Regions from separate parts of the Sus scrofa genome. Here region 1 is linked to region 2. Evidence: chromatin contacts called from public HiChIP or PLAC-seq data. All regions are on one chromosome and are shown on one strand. Each heading gives the region's core, a stretch centred on a gene start, on an enhancer-like site or on the middle of the called end of the contact. The rest is flanking DNA. Distances are from core to core; before and after follow the strand shown.

What was found. HiChIP or PLAC-seq counts read pairs in DNA pulled down with a chosen protein or histone mark.
Region 1: a contact with region 2 is called in an H3K27ac HiChIP or PLAC-seq map of alveolar macrophages, with 10 times the contacts expected there. The contact joins the promoter of NFIL3 here to the promoter of CKS2 in region 2. A contact is called at or near these places in 1 of 5 promoter capture datasets (liver) and 1 of 2 datasets of contacts at active chromatin or transcription factors (alveolar macrophages).

Annotation. Positions count from the first base shown.
Region 1 is chr14:2,600,885-2,605,589 of Sscrofa11.1, forward strand. NFIL3 (nuclear factor interleukin-3-regulated protein) reads right to left here and starts at 2,890. Exons shown (of 2, transcript XM_001928870.6): 1 at 2,758-2,890.
Region 2 is chr14:902,444-907,414 of Sscrofa11.1, forward strand. CKS2 (cyclin-dependent kinases regulatory subunit 2) reads left to right here and starts at 2,319. Exons shown (of 3, transcript XM_003132790.4): 1 at 2,319-2,532. The coding sequence starts at 2,474. It overlaps LOC102165122 (a long non-coding RNA gene), which reads right to left. Exons shown (of 2, transcript XR_307311.3): 2 at 3,692-4,971.

The sequences.
Region 1 (4,705 bases), core at 1,640-4,139, 1.7 Mb after region 2:
AGGGAGGGGCGCGCGGGGAGGCAAAAGCGCAACACTGAGGTGGCGCTCGGAAGGTGGCGCTACGCGGCCCCCTGCAGACCCAGGGCTCCCAGCCCGAGCTCCAAAGTAGGTCGGGGTCTGACACTGGGGGGGGGGGGGGCGCCTGGAGCTTCTTGGAAAGCGACTTCAATTACTTGAGGTAATAAAATTTGTTCCAGAGGTGAATCTGTAATAGATTTGGAATTTCCCCTTCTCCTCTTCCCTCCCCCACCAAAGCCCCCCACAACCCTGCGGTTTAATTATTTGAATGTTACATGAAGGGAAAATAAATCTGATAAATACACACCATCATAGACATATATTCACAATACTTTATATGAGTCAAGGAAGAAATTTAAAATCTGGGTACATTATATATTAATGTGATGCTCGCATGAATAAAACTAGGGCATTCCCACAAGAACACAATCTACTAACCTATATCTGCTTCCCATAAATCATATCTGGTCTGGAGGGAAAAAAATCCGATCTGAAATAAATACCGTGACCTCATTCGCTGTTGTTATTTACAAAAGCCAAGACCAGAAGATGACACTCGGCCATCCCTTGCTGTTCTCAGGGAACAGCACTTTCCTAAAGTGTCCTTTAAAAAGATAAATGAGAGTCAGCATCCAGCAAATCACTGGGCTCTGCGAAATGCCGTCCTAAAAATACAATCTTATCAAAGGTCTCGGAAGGCGTGGAGTTAAAACTACAGCAAATGGCCTTGAACTTATATTTGCACACAGCCCTGGAGAAAACACCAGAAATAGCGCTGTGAGGCCACAATTGTTAAAATGTGATAGTTGGGGCTAAATTTAGAATAACACACATTTCATTTAGAGCAAAAGACACATTCGGCAGTCTGAGCATACTCAATGCTTACCCAGTTGTCTACTTTCCGGTTTAAAATATCCTTAAAAAAAATAAAACTGTTACAGTGACATTTTAAAGGCTGAGATTGTCCTACTTTCTTTGTAGCAAGATTTTAAAATCACGTAATTAGCTCCCTCTTCCTATGCTCACTGCCAGCAAATTCGTCAGTTACATAATGCAACATTTCCAGGAAACTATTATGTGATCTGTCTTGCCGTGTCTGAAAAAGCAATGACAATTAAGGTAAGAAAAAGGGCTGATCGAAAGGAATGAATTAACATTAGGAAGGTGGGGAGGTGAACGTCACAATGGTTCGTCTCAGATTTAAAAATAATAGCTTAGAACACCCAAGGGACGAGCCCGGGCAGTATCCAAGATCAGAATACAACCAGAGGAATTCTTCCTTTCACGTTTTGTAGGAGTGTTTAAAAATACATCTTTTTAATTGGGAACGTAGTATACAGGTAAATAAAGATCTGATATCCAATGCTGCGCTAAAATTACCAAATCATTGCACACGTACGCGCACATTCCCACATCAGCCCGTAATCCTTGCCAGTATTTCACGGTGGGCAGATTATGCAATGTATGCAAGGACAAATCCCACAACCTCCCCGAGCGCTGGTAAAACACGCTGACGACAAACAGGGTGGAAAACGTCTGTGCAGACTCAGCCCCGGACACAAACAAACGCAGCGCAGGCATTCTCCGAATGCCGTCACCGTTCACGCTACCAATGCTCTTTCTCAACGAGAAAATCAAGACTATTGCCCATTAGTCAGCCCCCCTCCTCTCCTCCGCCGCCAGCCCCGCAGAAGGCACGAGAAAGGAAAGAGCGCTGCCCTTCCCCAGGAGATGGCTCAGTCTCCCCGGCGCTCTTCTCTACCAAAACATCAATTTTCCTGAAATCAGGAGACATTATGCAACAGTGGCGGGGGGAGCGCAAGCCAGCTCGGACTACGTGCCGGCGCGAGGGCGCTGCAATCAAAGCAGCCACCTTAAGGTGGCGAGTCCCCTCCTGACAAGGCAGCAAAAGTTTATGTAATGAATGCCCCGCGCACACTCGCAGCCGCCGGCCAGTCCCGCGCACAGCCCGGCCCCGCGCGCAGCCCGGTCCGCGCCCAGTGCCCGCCGGCCGCGCGCCCCAGGAGCGGGCGGGGAACGGGGCACCGGGCCCGGGCAGGCGGTGGGCGGAGCGCTTACCGTGTTCCTGCTCTCGGGCCGGCGAGCCGGGGCGACAGGGAGAAAGAGCAGGGAGTCGGGAGCCGAGCTGGAGGCGCTCAGGGATCCGGGTCCGGCCAGGCCTCCGGGACGGCAGGAGCGGCGAGGGCGCGGCGCGGGAGGCGGGCGGCGCGCCGGGTCCGCGGGCGCCGTGGCCGCGCCGGGAGATGTGTGTTAGTAGGTCAGTTCCGAGCGCGGCGCTACGTCGCCGCCCGCCAGCCTAGCCGTGACGGGCGGCCGCGGCCCCAATCGCTGTGCCCGCACCCGCCCCCAGCCCACCGCCAATGGCCGCAGCCGGCGGGGGCGGGCTCTCACAGGCCCCGCCCCCGCCCGCGCCCCCTCCCGGCAGCGCCACCAGCAAGCAGCCCGCGTCCCTTCCCGGCCGCGGCTACTGCCACCGCCCGAGCGCCTGGAGGACCCGCGCCCAGCGCCTCGCGCCCCGCTTCAGGGCTGCACAACGGCCAGCGTGGCCACCTCGACCGGGGCAAGCCTGAGGAGGGGCCCGAGACCCCCTACCTTGCCGTCCCTCTCCCCTCACCGTTGCCTTCACCCTCTCGGTCACCGAGGTACCTAAGCCCAGCGACCCTCGCTCACTCGCAGAGGCGCGTTTTGTTTCCCCGAGCGCTCAGCGAGCCAGGCTACCTGTTGCCGACCGAGTACCAGGCGGAGGGCTGGAGGCTGCCTCGACCCGGGCGTGGCAGGGACCTCCGCCTTCCCCTCTCTAAACGCCGAGAGGACCCCTCCTCCTGGGGGTGGGCGAGAGAGGAGGCCGAGGGTGAGCGCAGGCGAGCGGCCAGAACTCAGGGCCGGCCGCAGAGGGGAGGGAGGCGGGTGGCGGTTCCGAGCCCCGCGGTGCTGCGTTGGCAGCGATTACAATGCCCCGCGCGTCTCCCTTGGGAGCGCGACGGCCGGGAGCGCGGGGGGTGGGGTGGGGGGAGAAAGCGCAACGCACGAACACCGCCCCCTACACAATTAGGGCGAAGATGACGGCTGCAAAGTTGTTGCGTAACACGACTGGGAAACGAAGCTGGCCAAGGTCCATCTGCCCCCTCCCCCGGCCATGCCGAGAGTGGCCGCCCGGAGTGCGGGTCCGCGGGCCGGGTGCGCCCATCCTGTACGCTCGCTGGTGTTTGCTGCTGGCGCTTGAGACAGAGGTTCAGAGTCTCTTGATCTTGAAGTAGAAGCAAGTCGGTCATTTCTGCCTCTAATTGGATGCAATTGTCTTCTTCCCAAATTCCCGGGCTACGTAACAGACGTAAAGAAATGGGGGAAAGGGCACCTCCCGGCGAGTCAGGTCATTGAGCTAAAGACTGTAAAGGCACGTGGCACACACACGGCGCATTTCCTGATAGATAGATAAATCGATAAAAGCGGCAGCGCCTGCCTTTTACGAAGGGAGCCATATTCTTGATAGTGACGCACAGATTGCCCAAATAGGGAATGTGGCAGGTGCGGAAAGACCTCCTGCTCTGCTTGGACTGTGTGGAAGCTGGGCTGAATGCCTTGCATGACTTTCCACTTCTTTTTCTTATGATAAAATATTCTTTAAAAAAGTTGAACTAAACACCAAAATATAGAGTGAACACCTTCCTTTCTCCCAGCTACCCTCACCGAGGTCTATCATCAATAGAAAATCTGCTTGCTAAGTTTGTCTCTTCTATCTTCCTCAGTCTCTTACTGAGGAATTGTAAGTACCCCCAAATGGATGCTTAAACATTCTTATCACATATTAGGTTTTGGAAAGCTTCACGTTTCAAACTATTCTCCAAGGACAATGCTGCTGTTCAGAACACACACATGTTCACGATTCACCTGGTAAGGTGTAGATTTACCAACAAGGCTCTGACAATATAGACCTGCAATATGGGTTTTAGCATCTTCCCCAAATGCACCTTTCCAAGTGCTCACCAATTCAAGAAGCACATCTGTGTGTGGCTTCTGAGTCAGTCACCTGTATTAGATATTTATTCCAAAGAACTGACTCCATTGATGAAAATGAATCCTGATTTTGGTTTATATTCTCCACTTTTCTCACTTGCAATAATACATTTCCTCCTCATCCTCAGTCCTCACAATGCCCATTATAGCTTTGAAAAACCACTTTTAGATGAAATGAAAACCATATGCATGTCAGTTACCTTTACAGGGTTAGAAATGGAGCTAATTCATAGAAATCCAGAGCCCCCCAGAGCACATCTACAACATATTCTCCCACATTGTTCTGTTTTTTTTTTTTAAATAATTTCACAGAATCCAAAGCTGTCATAGAACAGGCAGAAAATAGTTTTATGGAAAATAGTTTTATAGAAAAAGAACTTGAAATTCAAGAAAGGTAGGTAACAGGCTTGAAGTCACCTCAGTTGGTAATAGCGGAGAAACTCTCTGAACCTGGAATCTGTTTTTTATGCTGAATTTTGAAGCCTGACACGCCTCTAATTACTTGAGGGTATTCTGGATTGTGCTTGTATCATATTATTGCATCATTTTTAATCACCATCTTACTTGGAAATCAGATGAAGTGTAAAAGATATCTGTGATACCAGCTTAGAAAATAACTCTTTAGCTCCTCCTGGTGATTAGGAAACCACTA
Region 2 (4,971 bases), core at 1,069-3,568:
ATCACAGCTGTAGCCGCTGGCCTACACCACAGCCACAGCAACACAGGATCCCAGCTGCATGTGCGACCTACATCACAGCTCAGGGCAATGCCAGATCCTTAACTCACTGAGCAAGGCCAGGGATCGAACCTGCAACCTCATGGTTCCTAGTTGGATTCGTTAACCACTGAGCCACGATGGGAACTCCCAGGTCTAGAGTTTCTTTGGAAAACTTTTAATTTCTGTTTCAACTTAATAGATATAGGACCCTTTAGTCTTTCTCAGGCTTCTTGAGCCAGTATAGGAAGACAGGCAGGGGGAAGCAGATGAAGCAATAACCAAAGAGATTAAGTAGAAAAGAGCTATCAGATAATAAACAATCTTAAGTATAGTAGTGATATGGTGATGAATGGTAAAATTTTCTTGAGACTGTACACCGTGTACAGAGAAATACACAAAAATAGCATCTCCAAGTGAAATGACATTATATTTGGGATCTCTTCAAAAATTTTAAAGGAAAGATGGGGAAACATGAAACAAGATGGGCCAAATATTAATTGTTGAAGCTGAGTGACTGGTATATATAAGCTGATTATACTAATAGACTTTTTTTTTTTATATGTATCTTTTTGCCATTTCTTGGGCTGCTCCCGTGGCATATGGAGGTCGCCAGGCTAAGGGTCGAATCGGAGCTGTAGCCAACGGCCTACGCCAGAGCCACAGCAACGCAGGATCCAAGCCGTGTCTGCAACCTACACCGCAGCTCAGGGCTACGCCGGATCCCCAATCCACTGAGCAAGGCCAGGGATCAAACCTGCAACCTCATGGTTCCTACTCGGATTCGTTAACCACTGAGCCATGACGGGAACTCCCATTAATCGACTTTTCTGTGAGATTTTCCACAAGTCTCTGTAAAAACAACCCCTAGTAAGATTTTCTTTTCTGGGTTGGGCCAGAAAGTTAGTGATTTCCTTACCCAACTCCCTTCACAGTTTATTGACAGCTCTACTATCACAGTACTTCATTATGCCTAACTAGTTAGGCATACATTACAGTTATTTAAAAATTATGAAGTGTGCCTCGAGTACAAAAAACTGTTATGTGCTGGGTATCCAGCAGTGAACGAAACAAGACATGCCCTCCACACTCGTTTCATGGAGAGTACCTCACAGTGCCAATGGTGGGGTCAGACAGTACCCCAGGCAGCATGCAACTCCGTGCCTGCAATTGCCTGGCAGGAAACCTGCAGGCCTTCATAAGGTGGGGACTTCGTCCATACAAGGTGATGAAGATGGCCTTTAGAGGAAAGAATCCTTAGGCTGAGAGCCAAAGAATAAAGTGCTAATCTTGTGTGAGGGAGGCGGTGGGGACGTGATGATGTTCTCACCTGTATTGTGCTAGAACACTGCACAAATATCACACATGCTCGTTATGGAAAATGTTAAAAACACAAGGATCACTTTGACGTGTAAAAAAACCCCACTACTTACACTGTGTCATATTTTTCTCCAGCAACTTTATTTTACACGCACACGTATTTTAAACCAGGATTCGATGCTAAGAAGCCAAAAGGACGTTTACAAACCACTTTTAACTGCACTGTGCTGTACTAAACACCATTATTTTAGTAATCTTTTTATTTTTCCATATACCCGCGCACAGGCCTATCCGCAGATGCAATAGGGTAGAAACAGTTTTCACCTAAGCGGGCTCTGGTGCACGACCTCATCATCGCCATCACTCCGCGGCGAGCTTCCGGAACCTCACTGCACCACCATCGCAGTGGGACATCTGGACACCTTCCTCAACTCAGGGGCAACATCAGCTTTCCCGCGTGCATACAGCGCCAAACCTGACCTCCAGCGCCCTCTAGACGACTCCTCCCCTACGCCCGGGGGGTGGCGAGGTGACTCTCCTCGCCTCCCACAGACTTCAGCCTCGCATCCGGGACTGAACGGTGCGCCTGCGCACAGGCGGCAGCTCCACAGGCAGTCCCCGCCCATCCCCTGGCCTCACCAAACACCGCGATACCCTCCCTCAGGTTCACAGCCCCAACCGCTCTGCCGACCTGGAACCTTCTAAGCTCAGGAGCACGCGCCTTGCGGCCCTTAACATCCAGACTCCGCCCTCTCCTGGCCACGCCCTCTTCCGTCAGGGAGTTCACCGCCCTCACGCCACGCCAATCATCCACATCTTTCCTGGCCAACTTCGCAACAGGCTTCTGATTGGCTAATCTTGGGGGCTAATGCAGCGAAGGGGCGGTGACGATAGGCTGGAAACACGTTCCGGCCTTACAGAGAGAGCGTAGGTGATTGGTCGACACCGTTGTCCAATCAGTGGTGGGCTGTCGGATTCAAACCGGGCTCGTTCGGCTTGCGGTCGGTTGGTCTCAGTAGAGTCGTTGCTTTGGTCCGTCTTGGTCGTGTTGCTCTTTGCGCTCGCTCTTCGCATCCCGTCGCTTCGGTTCAGCGCAGGCTACCCGCCCTCTTGCAGGATGGCCCATAAACAGATCTACTACTCCGACAAATACTTTGATGAGCACTACGAGTACCGGTAAGCCGGCCGGCCGGGCTCCCTCAGCCGCGGCCCTGAGTGGGCCTGAGTTGGAACCAGGGGCCAGGGCCGGGAGTCGGGGTCGAACCTCATCCAGCTGGGGTCTGGGTCCAGGCCGGGGCCGGAGAGAAGTTGGAGCCGCGGCCGTGTCAGGGCCCGGCCGTCCTGGCGGGAGCGCGAGGCTCCCCTCGCTTGGCGGCCCGGCCCAGCCGGCTTCCGCCCTTTGTTCCAGTCTGTGAGGAGGACAAGGCTCGGGCGGGGAAGGGGCCTCTTCTGGTGCTGTGTCAGGCCTTAAAGGGAAGGGGCCGAGGGCCGAAGCGGACCCGCAGTGGCCAAAATCTAGCCCGTTTCCTGTAGCAGCGTAGCGATTCTTAAGAACTTTTCCTCCAAGTTGGCTTCCTGCAAATCCCGTCTCAGTCGGAGCGGGCGCCGGGCTGTCGGAAGAGTAGTTGTAGTTTGATAACATCGTCAGAGCAACTTTTTTATTTTTATTTTTTTGCATTTGAAGTTAACGGCACTAAAAATGTTGCTGGGGGGAGGGGAAGTCCCCGAAAAATGAACTTCCCTTGGGGTTTGAAATGTGTATTGAGTTTGGCGACTTTGGTGGCCGCTGGTGCCGATTAACCCTCATGGGTCATTAAAAGAGCTTCCTTTGGAGACTAAATTGAGAACTCTAGTGGACTTGGGGCATTTTTTTCCGGCTAGTGTATACCTGCCAAGTAGTTTTTGGCTTTGAGGGATACTTGACTTTTGCATCATGAAGTGAGGCTCTAGAGAGTAGAGTGTAGTTTAGTTGCTAAATTAATCTGTTAAATAGACAAATTGGACGGTGTTAGGGAGGAAAGTTCTTAGCCTTAAACTGGGGCGTGGCTTCAAAGACCAGCCCCACCCAGTTCCCCTGGGCGGTGTCCAGGACGTGGCGTTCTAGAAAACTACCAACGGGTAGGAGGGGCCAAGCAGTGACCTGGTTTTACGTCTGCTCTCCTTTTAGATTACGTTTCCCAGAATGCTGTTTGAGTCAGAAAGGATTTAACAGTGGGTGGTCTCTTTTTCTCCCCTTAGTACCTTAGAAATCTATATTCTCTGGAGAAAAACTTGAGGATTTCTCTGGGCAGCTCACAGATTAGTAATACCTTCATTGTTTCACATTCCTAGTTGGAAAAGTCTTTTTTTTTTTTTTTTTTTTTTACTATAGATGATAAATTTGAAGTAGATTGTCTTTTTATGTGGTAACAACGAACTGTACTGTTCTAGTCCTGTAAAATGTTGGCATAATGTTCTTGGCAATATGACAATATGCCATATTGGCCATATGTTGGCGTGATGTCAGACAAGAGTCTCTCTGGGACTGTCCTGTAATGGGCGGAATGTAAACTATAATCTTTCCAAAATCTGGAAAAATATTAATTGTGAAACGTCTCACTCCTAGTAGTACTTTTTAGAACTTTGCCTGCAGTAATCCCATTTCTAGTTTCAGGATTCTAACATAATCATCAATGAGCACTAAGTAAACTAGACTGTGCTATCAAAAAGTTAACCTAATTTACTAAGTGGTTTGTGTGGAGTAATGAGTAAAAGAAAATCCTGTGGTATCTGAAATGATACATTTAATCCATTGTTAATTAGTGTTAGTCTTTATTGACCAAGCCACTTGCCTTTATCTAACGAGACAGTAACTGATCTCCAGAGATACTTTAGACTGATGATGAGTCACTGAGGTGTGATACTAGGGTAGTTTTTATATAAGGTGGTTCAGCATGCAGTATGAATTTCAAAAGCTGGTATTTGTTTTATATTAGTATTTTTCCCATCCACAACTGTCTGCCCTCATGATTGTATCTTGCAGTGTTGTCTTAGTAGCTACTTTGTTTATACCTAACAGCCTTTACTTTCCCTCACCCTCTGTGACAAGCCCTTGGTGCTGAAATAAATGTTGGATTTTGAAAAATTTCCCTTACATGTAGTTAGAAATATATAGTTAAACCATGCAGAAAAAAATATATATATAGGTAGAATTCTCATCTGAGTTTGAAGCTGCTTAAAGATTTTTCCCTTATTATCAAATCTTGATGAAGGTGAACCTGTTTCCATGGTTTATAGAGAAGGTAAGGTAGGGGTTGTGACTTCTATCTAAACATACATGTTGTAGGGCATACATAATAGGAGTACAAAAGCTAGTTAGTATTTTACTTTCTCTTGAGACTAATCAACAATTACGTAGAAGAAATAAAGTAACAGGCTATTTGCAGAGCCTTAACAGCAAATGTTAAAGCAGTATTTCAGGAGTGAATGCGGTAACTGTTAAGTATTACCAATTATGGTATTAAGCATAATTTGACTTGGTGGCCTTACGGCCATCAAGCAACATAATACAATTGTTTTAAGGCTTGATTATGTTCCACAAATTATAGCAAATTGGTGCTTAACCAACCAGTCACA